3 separate regions of the Mus musculus genome follow, and all the other regions are linked to region 3. Evidence: chromatin contacts called from public Hi-C and promoter capture Hi-C data. All regions are on one chromosome and are shown on one strand. The core of a region is the stretch at or near the end of the contact, and the rest is flanking DNA. Distances in the headings are between cores, read along the strand shown. Region 1 overlaps Slc2a1 (solute carrier family 2 (facilitated glucose transporter), member 1). Region 2 holds the start of Slc6a9 (solute carrier family 6 (neurotransmitter transporter, glycine), member 9). Region 3 has its middle 52 kb from the start of Szt2.

Evidence for each region. Promoter capture Hi-C pulls out the DNA fragments that hold promoters and counts their contacts. Hi-C and Micro-C count contacts between places; a contact is called where the count stands out from the background.
Region 1: a promoter capture Hi-C map of liver shows a contact between it and region 3, with 2.9 times the contacts expected there. The contact joins two enhancer-like sites. A contact is called at or near these places in 1 of 39 promoter capture datasets (liver) and 3 of 115 datasets of contacts at active chromatin or transcription factors (bone marrow-derived macrophages, memory CD8 T cells and pancreatic cancer cells).
Region 2: a Hi-C map of liver shows a contact between it and region 3, with 1.6 times the contacts expected there. The contact joins the promoter of Slc6a9 here to the enhancer-like site in region 3. A contact is called at or near these places in 2 of 39 promoter capture datasets (the 3T3-L1 cell line and hippocampal neurons), 1 of 484 Hi-C or Micro-C datasets (liver) and 2 of 115 datasets of contacts at active chromatin or transcription factors (embryonic stem cells and pancreatic cancer cells).

The regions. Positions count from the first base shown.
Region 1 is chr4:119,117,516-119,121,649 of GRCm38.p6, reverse strand. Slc2a1 (solute carrier family 2 (facilitated glucose transporter), member 1) reads right to left here. Exons shown (of 10, transcript NM_011400.3): 2 at 1,164-1,259. Among named protein-coding and RNA genes, the nearest start is that of Gm52706, 11 kb to the right of the region's middle. Within about 2 kb of position 2,114, at least 31 of the 459 cell types and tissues checked have an H3K27ac peak or open chromatin away from gene starts, as enhancers often do. A contact at or near this core is called in liver, where this site is marked.
Region 2 is chr4:117,833,291-117,837,314 of GRCm38.p6, reverse strand. Slc6a9 (solute carrier family 6 (neurotransmitter transporter, glycine), member 9) reads right to left here and starts at 2,057. Exons shown (of 14, transcript NM_008135.4): 1 at 1,838-2,057.
Region 3 is chr4:118,355,618-118,359,752 of GRCm38.p6, reverse strand. No RefSeq gene overlaps it. Among named protein-coding and RNA genes, the nearest start is that of Szt2, 52 kb to the left of the region's middle. Within about 2 kb of position 2,797, at least 11 of the 459 cell types and tissues checked have an H3K27ac peak or open chromatin away from gene starts, as enhancers often do. A contact at or near this core is called in liver, where this site is marked.

The DNA.
Region 1 (4,134 bases), core at 865-3,364, 760 kb before region 3:
GCAAAGGACACACTTAGGTGGGAGCTGTCTAAGCACTTAGTAAAAACAAGGTTTGGGATTTGTTCCAAGCATGGGCTCACAGTTGCCATGTTAGATCCTGGAAAAATCCCATCAGGGCTGCTGCAGCTCAGCATGACTCAGCAGCCAAGCCTTCCTAGGGACTTGCTCCCCAGCATCGGGCGTGGCCCCTACAGCCAAGCTCCGCCTACTTGGAAGAAGCCCAGCTCTGATTCTAGTCTGGTGCCCTGGTCCCGAGAGAGGCACTCTCACACTCACTGTCTAGCCTCCTCAGCCTGGGTAGTGAGCATGTCTGACAGGAGGGCTGACTACCTCTACTCCATGAGCCCTGTGAAAGTGGGAATTGTTAAAGGACAAGAGAGTGGGTCAGGAAAGGAAGGCAGCCTGAGGCTATGGAAACAAAGAGCTTGGCTGAGATGCCACCATTCACCAGTACATGACCTTACCCACAGGTCATTTCATCAGCCTGAGTCTGTAAAATAGAACTCACCACCAACGTCATAAACACACGTAAGATGCCCAGTGTAAAGGAGGCGCTGCGACAGCCTCCAGGTCTGTCCCTCACCTGTGTTCCTCTTCTCTCAGAACAAGGAGGTGAATGCCACAGTCATTTCCAGTCTAAACACCCAGAGAGAACACAAGTGGGGGCAGATCTGAGGTGTGCAATGGGGAGAAGGAAGCCAGGCCGAGCTCCTGCAGCACCTCAGGGTGAGATGCCATGTTTACTTAAATTGACCTGGGACCTCCAGGGACAGGAAGCCGTTACAGTCTGGAACTGGACTATGCTGTAAGTGGCTGGCGTGTGAGAACATAAAAACTGCACGACAGGGTGGCACTGGGGAAGGCTCCTCTTCTCTGACCATTTCCCCCACTGCCTGCCCACTTGCCCAGCAACAGATGTGGAGCTTTCAGGAGCCCCAAATACTATATAAATGAAATTCCACTATACTGATCAGTGTAAATGTCTGTGCTGTTTGGGAAACAGTCAAGACAGCCTACCACAGTAGCACCATTCTATGGCCCTGGGATTCTAGAATTCCAGCTGGGAGGGAAGATGGTCAGTTGATGTCAATGATGGACACCGAGGTGGCACCATGAATGTGTGTGGGTGATGGTATATATGGGGAGTGGCATAGCACACTTACCTTCTGGGGGGCGTTGATGACACCAGTGTTATAGCCGAACTGCAGTGATCCGAGCACTGCTCCTCCCACAGCCAACATGAGGCGGCCCGTCACCTTCTGCAGGAAGAAACCACAGGGTTACAGGCATGTCTGGGCCCAGAGTACTACAGAGCAAAGTCAATGCTGGCAGGTTCCCATGTTCAGATATGCCTCGCCTGACTCCTGGCAACACATTTGTCCTTCTCCCAGGAAACCTGGCTACTTCCTGGCCTCAGGTGCCCAAACCTGCCCAGCTGACTTCTAGACTTCTCTGAGGAGAGAGAGCAATCAGGTTTTTCTTTATGCAGTTAGAGAGCCTTTGGCTTTCCAAGGTCTCACTACCCAGGTAGGAGTGATACTTACATTTCAGGTAGCCCCACATTGTGGGAGGAAGAGGAACCAACCTTCCCTCCCTCACCAGGAAGGCCAAACTGAATGAAAGGGACAGTGCAGATGGGGAAGAAAGGCTCTGGATTCAAAGCCAAGGGCAATGGCCTGAGTCTAGCCAATAGGAATTCTTGCAGGCTAGCTGGGTTTCCCTGCCCCACTGCCTCCCTACCCTCCATGTGCCTATCTGCAAAATGGGAACAGTCACATTGTTCAGCACTGGAGACATGACCCTGCCCTTCTCTAGCCTTCCTACCCTTCACTGGGGAGAAAACAAAAGTTCTTGAGAGCTCAGAGCAAGAGATCAAAGTTCCAATCTACTCAGGGGTCTGCAGCAGCGTCAGGATCAGAATACAGGGCCCTGGAGTCCTCACTGAGTGCTCCTCACACCAACGCCCCCACCCCTACCCCCTGCAAACCATGAGCTTTCATTTCAGGGTGAATTGTACCAGATAACAGAAATACGATTCAAAAAGTACATGACCCGAAGTGACTAAGGGACAAAGGGTTGAAGGCAGCAGGAAGGGATAAGGCCAGCAGGTGAAAGGGCCTGTTTACACAGAGGTGGAAGGCCAGTGAGGTGTCCACCTGAATAGACAAAGTTAGGGACTCTCCAGCTCTTCAAACGAAGAAGCCAAGAAATATAACTTGAGGCAGGCCCTTGACTGGCTGTGGGAAAAGAGAGCTGGGGACTCATGCCAAAACCAAAGAAATAGACCAGCATCTACGGATGCAGAACACCCGCATGGCGCTGGGCTGGGCGATTCGGGTCCAAGAGGGAAGCCTAAGATCAGGAGCCGTGCGAGACTCTGTCTAGGATAGTGTGTGATAGTTTTAGCTGGGTTTCAGCCTTGTGTGAGCGTCTGGGCCTGTCTCCCCACAGTACCCAGAAGCTGCCCTGACTTCTAGATTGTTAGATAGAGCTGGGCGTAGCCCTTAAGCAGACTTGTTCCCAGGTCTTCTCATTTTCCAGAAGCCTGAAAGACAAGGACTGCCAAAGCTATAGTTCTCACATGAAACTCTGAGAAAGAGGAAGGCCTGTGTCTGCTCCAGTGGACACAGAATGTTGGAGCCTGCCTTCGAATGGTCTGTCTGTCTGTTTCTCCTTGACTGACCTTGCAAAGTCATTCTTTACTGCGCCACTTCCCTTCAACTCCCATCCTCTGTGAACTCAGTCAAAAGGCATGGCCTCTCACATCTCCTGTCTCCCAGCTCTCTAGGGAGCCTCCAGACCCAGTGCTGCGGGGTGAGTGGGCAGGGAGTACATGACAAGCTTCTGGGAGCCACAGCCGAGCCAAGAGTCATCAGGTGACCAGTGGGACTTATGAGGCTGTGGTAAACATCAGTGACAGAGCTCAATGGTGACAGCTGAGCCCCACCATATGCTGGGCTATCTGCTGAGTAACATGCTCAGGGTTGCTCAGGTGTAATACTTAGGGTATGCAAATATGCATTTTTCTAGTACACATTAGAATAAAAATGATATTAGCACATACCTATGGTTTAGTGAGCTGTGGCATAGCAGTATAATGGAATATATAAAGGATACATCTGGATGGATTGGTTTGGGACATTCTCCAAGTTACAAGGACAAGTTTAAAGCAAGCTTGATCAGTATTCATATCGAATGCCACCTTTGATATAAAAAATTGGAGGGAAGAATATGAAGAATGACTTAAAAGCATGTACAAAAAGAACAATGAAGGTTGGGTATGGCGGCCCACACATCAATCCCAACAGCTGAGAAGCAGAGGTAAGCAGATTTGAGTTCAAGACCAGCTTGGTCTAGGTAATAATGAACACTGAGGGTCCTGGGTGGCCAGCAAGAGGCAAGATAAAAAAAAGGAGCCTTCAGTTTAGATCCTTTTGTGGGTTCTTGAATTCTAAACTCAGTACTCACCCACAATGAATTTTTATAAACCAATGATTTCATATTGCTTACAACAAGGCAATTTAATAAAAAAATGGTAAGAGAAAAATAATATAGACTTGTCAAAAACTTATGCTGGTACAGCATGAGTAGAGGAGGGAGGGAGGGAGGTGGGTTCTGTGTCAGCAGGCCCTGTTTTACATGGAGCCACCTAGGCCCACGTCTTCTATAAGGCCCTGTTCAATTGGCAGGTCAAGGCCTAACTTTACTGGAGAAGGCCTGCCTAATGTCAAGGAGACAGCAAGTAGTCAAGTGAGCACAGGTTGGGGAGGCAGAGCCAGTGACCGCCCATAGCGTGTGGACTTCAATAGAGGTGCTTGGGGAACTAAGGAAGCAGTGGAGGGATCGCCTTGGGGGGGCAATCAAAATTCAACTCCCAGTAGGTGACTTTGAAATCAGCTCAAAGGACAAGTACGCAGTCTGCCAACTGGGAAAGCAGTGGCAAGACAACATTCCAGGTAGACAGAACCAACAGTCTGTGCAGTGGTGGACAGAGGATGGCTGATACAGCCAGGTTAAGAAAACGAGGCTCAGCCAGACTCAGTATAGCTGCAGGGGAGGAACAGAGCTCCTGCCCCTTGGTAGACACATAGCTGAGATCTGTCACCTGCCCCAGCCCACAGTACCCCATTTACC
Region 2 (4,024 bases), core at 808-3,307, 520 kb after region 3:
TTCCATGGTACCCTTCAAGAATGCAATATATGCAAGATGCTGGCTTCTGTCCACCCCCTCTGTCTGGAGAGGTCTGCCAGGGCAGACGTGTGGTTCTTCTATATCCTGAGAACTATACTACTGTAGTCCCGCTGAACATAAGGAGGAAGGGAGCGTTTTCTCTGAAGTCTTTGAAACACTTGGGCACGCTCAATGTTCTCCGCTAGTCCCTAACCAATCCTATCACCCGCTCTCTAACCTTTTGCCTCTCTGGAGATGTCTTTATCTTAGGTGTTCTTTTTGCCCATTCCTTGCCCTCTATCCTTTATCTTTCTAACAGTCATAGCCTCAGACTTGCTTCATTTAAAAAATAGAACAGAAACCAGTCAGTGGTGGCACACACCTTTAGACCCAGCTCTTGGGAGGCAGAGGCAGGCAGATCTCTGAATTCAAGGCCAGCCTGGTGTATAGAGCAAGTTTCAGGATAGCCAGGGCTACGCAGAGAAATTCTGTCTCAAAATACAAAACCAAAAAACAAGAAAAAAAGGAAAAAAAGTAGAACAGGCTTTGTGAGGGAGCTATCATAGAGTGCTAGGTGGGTACGCGGCTCCTTTAAGAGTGACTAGCGAGGGGCGTGGCCTATGGAAAACAGACCCGAGAGGGGGTGCGGCCCCTTTAAGTAGCTGCCCGGCCGGACTTGAAGGCCCGGGACGGGCTGGCAGTGTGGGGCGCGGTCACTTTTGGAGTCATGGCACCGCCCGGAGTGCCCACTTCCTCGAAACGAGACCGGTTCGCTTTAATCAGTGTGCAAGGTGTGTTGGGGGGCGGGCGTTACATCAGCCACCACGTGTGCGCCTCTCAGCTGGCGTGGAGGATGCCGCCCCGCCCCCCGCGGTGGAAAAGTACCCGGGTGCCGAGGTCTCCGCCCCCTTGCCCCGCCCCCGCCCGTCCTCGGCCCCTCCCGGGTCTGCGGGCAAGCCCCCTCCCGGCTCGCTGGCCTCAGCTCCGGCCCGTGTGTGGCTGCCTGCTGCGGGGTACAGGCTGGGAGCAGGCGCTCGGGAGCTGCGGGAAACCAGGCCTCACCTGTGGCCGCCCGCACTCGCCGCAAGCATGCCCAGAAGGAAGGCTAGAGTGAAGGCTCGAGTGGCAGGGCGTGGATTTTTTCCCCCCAGAGTAGCAGTCCCCCAAAACCACTCTCCGCCCCGCAATCCCTTCTCAACGCTGCAGCCACGCGAGCCGCGGACAAAAGAGAACCGGAGGGCGCTGGGGTTCTTCCTCGCTGCTTCCCAGGAACCGCGGGCGCGCGGGAACCGGCACCCGGCGGGCGAGTGGGCGGGCAGATTAGGAAGGCCGCCGGCTGCGGCGCCCAGATAGATAGCCAGCACGGCTGGGAGAGGAGGTGGGGCGAGAGGCTGCACGCGGGGCACAGACCCCGCTGCCGGCTCCCGGCCGCGGCAGACCCACTGGCGCCCCAGAAAGACCGAAGACGCTCTTCGGTTCCGGCGCTGCGCGCACAGCCCCGTACCAACCACCTCCGACCGAGCCGGCGTCGGCACGCAACGCACCCCCTCCATTCCGAAATCACCCTCCCTCCCGTCTGCTTTAGTTCCTTGGTGACAACGATGACACACAGACACACGCACCTACCCAGACCTTCGCGGCGAGACAGACATCCCAGTGCGAGCACTCACACTCTTAGCCACAGATACCCGCAAGCAAACGCTATCTCATCCACGCACCACACACACATCCATACACATCCTGGGGCTCAGCCTCCCAGAGTCACAGAAACGCCCAGAACGACGGCTGGACAGACCTAGGCTCGGGCCGCAAAGCCCCCTTCCCCCAGCTCTCTTACCATACTGCTGCCCCCGGCCCAGGCGTGCTGGGTCCGCACCGCGGTGCGCCCAGGTGGCTTTCTTAAAGGGAAAGTTGCATCAGCCTCCCGAGGCTCTCTGCAGCCGCCAGTCCTCCCGCCCCGCCGCGTTGCCTGCCGCTCCTCCAGAGCTTGTTGTGTTTTGGTTTCGGGGAGGCGGGGGCTAAGAGTTTGGTGAAAGTTTGGAGAGTGAAGAAGGCTTGAGAAACCTAGCCAAGTCCCTCCCCTCCCTGAGCGGCTCCCCTGGCCGCCCTCCCCCGCCCTGGTCCCATCTCCTCCCTCCCGCGTGCCGACTACTCAGACTCCTCCTACCAGGGAATAAGATTACAAGTGGCTCTAGTTTTCTGATGATTGATCCTCACGAACCCCTGGGAGTGGGGCTCGGCAAAGGAGTCCCCTTCTCCTTCGCCTCTCTGCCCTTCAGTTGGGACACTTGGAGGAAGCAGATGTCCTCCCCTTCGGGCTAGGCTTGGAACGAAGCCAAAAGGCCTGGGGCGCTTTGGGGGGCTGGGGCTGCAGTTAGCCCGCCAGGCCCCTGGCCTTCTGCGCCTGCGTTCCCCCTAGAGAGACGTCAAGAGCAAATTCCGTTCCCTTTGCAGTAGCGCCGCTAGAGACTGTGGGCACAGCTGAGTAAAGCCTGGGGCCCACTCCTTGGAATTGCAAGGCTGGGGAGCCCTTTCTCCCCGAATTCTCCACCACTGATTTGATCAGCCCTACCTGGTTAGTTGTGCCACAGAGCCTACCTACTTCAGGTGCCTGGATTGCAGTATCTGCCAAAAGATGCTTTGTTGAGCCTCAGTTTCCTCCTCTGCAAAATGGAGAGAATGACTTAAGGAAATGCATACCCACGTGAAACTCATTGCTCCAGATTGGCAGTGGTGCCTAGCAAATGGAACAGGCTGCCACATTTGCTTACCTTGAGCAAGCTGCCAACCCTCTATCAAACCAGACAATACTGATTGCCAGAGGACTGCTGTTGCTTCGCAGGTGCTCTGCAAAAGGCCCTGGTCTGGAGAGGCAGGCTCCGGATTCCACTCTGTGCCCCGAGTTCTCACCATTTTCCGGCCAGGAAACTTGCTTGTTTATTGACATCCAGTCTCCAAAGAGCAGGCGCATCCATGTCAAAGCCGCGCACAAGATCAACTGGTGTGAGAAGCCACCTTATTAATTTATAATCACTGAAAAAGACAGCAGCCAGCACACTCCCTTCAGTTGGGCCTCTCTCTACCCCACGGCTCAACCACAGCCCTTTCCCAGAACTACCTTCTTATATACTGCTTTCTGCTGTCATGGAACTCACAATCTGTTCATTCTCGAGATTTGGTCAGATCTAGGAAGGCACTTATGTCCCTTTTGAGTTTGCCCGTGAACACAGCAGTTATAAGCCTGCTTGGGGTTTATAGTCTCCCACGAACTAATTACCAGAGTTTTGTATAGAGTAGAGAGGGGACACACACGCAGATCTACCTAAGCAATCTGTTGTGCCTGTGGGCTTTTTTTTTGGGGGGGGGGATTTGAGACAGGGTTTCTCTGTATAGTCCCGGTGGCTGTCCCGGAACTAACTTTGTAGACCAGGCTGGCCTTGCACTCAGAAATCCGCCTGCCTCTGCCTCCAAGGGCTGGGATTAAAGGCGTGCACCACCACCACCTGTGGCCTTTAACTTTGCTTATGTAGAAGTTTCTGGGAGTCTAACTGTGGGTCCTGCAGCAGGCTGTGTAGTTGTGTGTGTGCTCAAGTCCTGGATCTGACCAGATAGTATCTAAACACTTCTCATCTTCCCTACCAGGACTTGGGTTCCTCTACAAGTTGTTTATGGTCTCTCATAGCCTGCCTCCTCTTTAGATTATCCAAAATGGCTCCTTCCCAAGACAGATGGACAGGAGGCTCTTGGGAGAAGCTGCCAGGTAAAGGGAAGGTTGGGGCTGAGGGAGGGGCTTCCATCTAACTTATAGGGATGCGATGGACCTAAAAGGCATTAGGATGGTTCTAAGAAAATGTTTAAAACTTTATTTTGAATTTTGAAGTTTTCTTTCTTTATTCTCTTTACATCCAGATTTCAGCCCCTCCTGCTGGTACCCCCTCACACACAGCCCTTCTCCGCTCCCTGAATTCTTTTCTTTCTTTTTTTCTTTCTTTTTTCCTGGAGTCAGCATCTCACTATGTAGTTC
Region 3 (4,135 bases), core at 1,548-4,047:
TCTTTATGCCAGCGGCTCTCACACTGCCCGCCCATTGATTTTTCCCTTCTGGACTAAACACTAAGCGTGCATTTTTTTTTTCCTCAGAAAATTCGTATCGTGTCGTATAAAGTTTTATGGCCTATCTTTTTTCAAATGACGACCTATTAGCATTCCCCCGTATTCTTCAATACTCTTCAAAGTCATGCCGATCGCTGCTTATTGTTGCACTTCACACTTAAGACAACCCATAACTATCATCTCGCTGTGGCTGGTGTGTATGCTCACGCGCAGTGTAAGACCACGTTAAAACACTCTGGGTCCCCATCTGCACCTTTTTCTTAGATTCCCTTTTTAATGATGTCCATCACAGTGCTTGCCAGTTCTGGATGTTTGTTATAAAAGAAACTGCTGTACCAGGTTAACTGGGCTAAGCATCTGGGGGCCTCCAGTGATGGGGCCATAGGAGGATACCCAAGGGCAGCCAACCTGGCCAATCAAAATTGGCTTAGTTTTGTCAGGCGACTAGGTCTGTGGAAACTATAAAAGATAGATAGATAGATAGATAGATAGATAGATAGATAGATAGATAGATAGATAGATAGGTTGAACAAAGGTAATGAAAGAAAGATGAAATTTCAAGACCTGTAAGTCATTTAAAGTACTCAGAAATTGCTGGTTGTTTGTAAGCCTAGAGGCTGCCTGGGGCTGAGAAAAGAGAAAAACAAACCTGGGTATGCCCTGTAGTTAAAACATTCCTGGGAACATCTTGACCATAAGATAAAGGGGATGTGAAGACATAGCAGGGCTATCTGAACTGAGTCAACAACTCACAGAACTCTGACACCCTGCACGTACATGTAATTTTTCTGCTGATGTTTAAATAAGCCAATAGTGTGTCGCTATGCTGAATTCCACACCCCTTACCCCATAAAACCCCCTAGCTTTCGAGCCTCGTGGCCAACATCCGTTATCTCCTGTGTGGGATGCATGTCGGTCTGGAGCTCTGTAATTAAACGACCTCATGTAATTACATCGAGATGGTCCTTCGTGATTTTTTTGGGCGCACGCTGAATCGGGAATGGAGTGGGGGTTTCCCCACTAGGTCTATCAGTTGATCTCAGAAGAGTATAACGGAGTCTTTATAAGTAAAGGGCCCTGCTGACCCGGGCAGCTGCTCTATAGCTGGTTACTTATCTCACCTGTAAAGCCTCTTGTGTTTCTTGAAACAAATTTGAACAAATCTTTCATTTACAAAAACACAGATTTCAAAAATACATAGAATGTATTCCAAAAAAAGAAACAGGCTTAAATTCTTTTCTTTTTATGTGTGTGGGTGTCTTGCCTGCCTGTATGTCTGTGCACCACACTCGTGCAGTGCCAATGGGGCCAGAAGAGGGCATCGGATCTCCTGGATCTAGCTGCCCTATAGGTGCTGTGAACTGAGACTTGGGTTCTGTGGAAGAACAGGCAGTTCCAGTGGGGTTGTCTCCCGCACTCTTTAAATTCCTAATAGCAATGATATAGTGCTTTCTGAAAGGTATATTTATAAGGATCGTGTACACCTCTGATCCCAAATACTGAGGAGACTGAGACAGGGTCACTGTGGGTTTAAGGCCAGCCTGAGGAATGTAGGAAGACCTTGTCTGAGAAAAAGAAAGGAAGCTGGGTGATGGTGGCACAAGCCTTTAATCCCAGCACCTCCAAGGTAGACAGATATCTGTGATTCGAGGCCAGCCTGGTCTACAGAACTAGTTCTAGGACAGCCAAGGCTAAACAGAGGAACCCTCTTTCAGAAACCCAAACCAACCAAACAAGAAAAGAAAAGAAAAAGAAGTTTTATGAGGCTGAGCTCTACCCTCGAGTTTTAGCGCTCAGCCATTAACTAACTATTCACAGGTCATTGCTATCATAATGAAGCCAGTCTACTTGCTGAGCGCTGCAGATGCCCCCAGCCAGCTTCCACTGCTCTGCTCAGCTCCAGCTCAGGACATCCAGCTCAGGACCAGGCTCATCCCATCCTCAAGCCTCGAGCTTAGAGGTTCCACCCCTGCGGCTCAGCCTCAGACCCACCAGCTCACTGGTGCATCACCTGATTTCTTGCCCGTTTGCCGTTGAATTTTCTCTTGGACCTTTGGCTTGTTTGGCACATGTCTCTCGGCTAGAGTCCGATCAGGTTGTGGCCTCTTAACTAAGTTTAGCTTGTTAATCAATCAGCAGGTTTACAATCCAGAGTGACACCCAAGGGAAGACATCTTTATTAGCTCTTTGCTGTAAATCTCACTTGTACCAAGGTAATTGTAATTAAATCCTAGTCGCATCTCCACCTCCTGAGTTCTGAATCAGGAACTAAATGTTCTAACCCACAGTGAGCCACACCCTCTCCATATTCCTTTATGGCAGCAGAGAGAGTTTTATGAACTAGGTGGACATGACTCGCAATTCCTCTTGACTCCCTTATGGCTTTCAATAAAATATGGAGCACAGTGTCCATGAAAACAATTCTCCCCCCTTTTTCCATGCTAGGATTAGAACCCAGGTCCCTGTACATGGAACACGTGATTTTTCACCAAACTACACCCCAGCCTACAAAGTATTTTCTTCATTCATAACTTGATCATCTATAGTTTCTAGCACTTTCTGTCCCAGGCATCATACTAAATTATTATGCCAAGTTTTAACTTTTGCCCAGAGAATTTGCATAGGAGTAATGTTTCATTGTGGGATCAACAACCTGGATTAGCTAATGGATGAGAGCTAAAGTTCAAGGCAGAGTCCAGAGTCTCATCTGGTCATGTGATAGCATCCATCTGTGCAGTGTTGAAACCTTCTGCAGTCCTGTGTACAACACAAGTGAACCCTCAGTGAGATCCATCTGATACATTCCAGGTCGGCAAAAATGAAAGTCCATGGCAGATAGCCGATAGGATTTAGAACAACTGGCAAGCTTCCCCAATGCCAGTGCGAACGGAAATCACTCTAACCGCTTTGGAAAACAATTTGGCATGATCTCTAAAAGCTGATACGCCCTGGATCCAGCAGTTCCTCATTCAGGTGTATTCCCTGAAGAAACATTTGCACAAGTGTGGCAGGAATAAGCCTCGTGATATTCATAACCACATAGCTTACCCAGCAAAAGGCTAACATGGGCCAAACATCCACAGACACACACGGATGAGTGGTAGTACCATTACCGTGTCCCACAGAGAGGGAAAGGCAAAGCTGGTAGCTCAGGCTCAAAATTGAGTTTCCTCTCGTACTGGAGCAAGTAAAGTTTGGCTCAAAGTGAAAACATTAAGGTGATGGTATTTAAAAATCTCAGAAACATCATTTTGAGAGAAATATGTATGGCATGGCGTGCTTCCAGTTTTATTTTGTCAAAGATTTTTGTCTGATTTATATGCATGTGTCAGCAGGTAGGTGTGCACTTGAGTGTGGGTGCCTGTACTGTTAAGACTCGCTGGAACAGGACATGGATACTGGGAACGAATCTCTTCTGTGGTGGGATCCTGGGGTTGAACTTAGGTCCAGGCTTGTGCAGCAAGCCTCTTACCCACTAAGCCTTGTCACCAGCCCTGTTTCCACTTATACAAAGGCAGAGAAGCCACCACCACATGAGGAGATACAAACATCTCTGGGTTTTGTTTGGTTTCCGAGACAGGGTTTCTCTGTATAGCCCTGGCTATCCTGGAACTCACTCTGTAGACCAGGCTGGCCTCAAACTAAGAAATCTGCCTGCCTCTGCCTCCCAAGTGCTGGAATTAAAGACCTGTGCCACCACTTCCTGGCTAACATCTCTGTTTTTAAAAAATGTGAATAGCAATCACAAAGCATGATTGTGTCTGGAGGGGAGAGAAAAAGATGGTACTGGAGACCTGGGAAGTCACCGACATCCCTTCCCTTAAACTGGGTGGGGACAGCCATGTATGCTAATTATGTCTCGCTTCTTTATCGCTTACATATGTTTTGTAGGCACCAATTTTGTGTATCAGTTTCATATTTAATAAAAACAGAACTTTAAGACCTTCTGTGCGCATGCCTACCACCTGCTAGCATATTCTGTGCTAACATTTCATCATCTCAAAGCTTTGCTACAGACCCGGCTTCCTTGCACCGTTTGTATAGTTTGGGCTACAATTACTGTTTTTCAGATTGT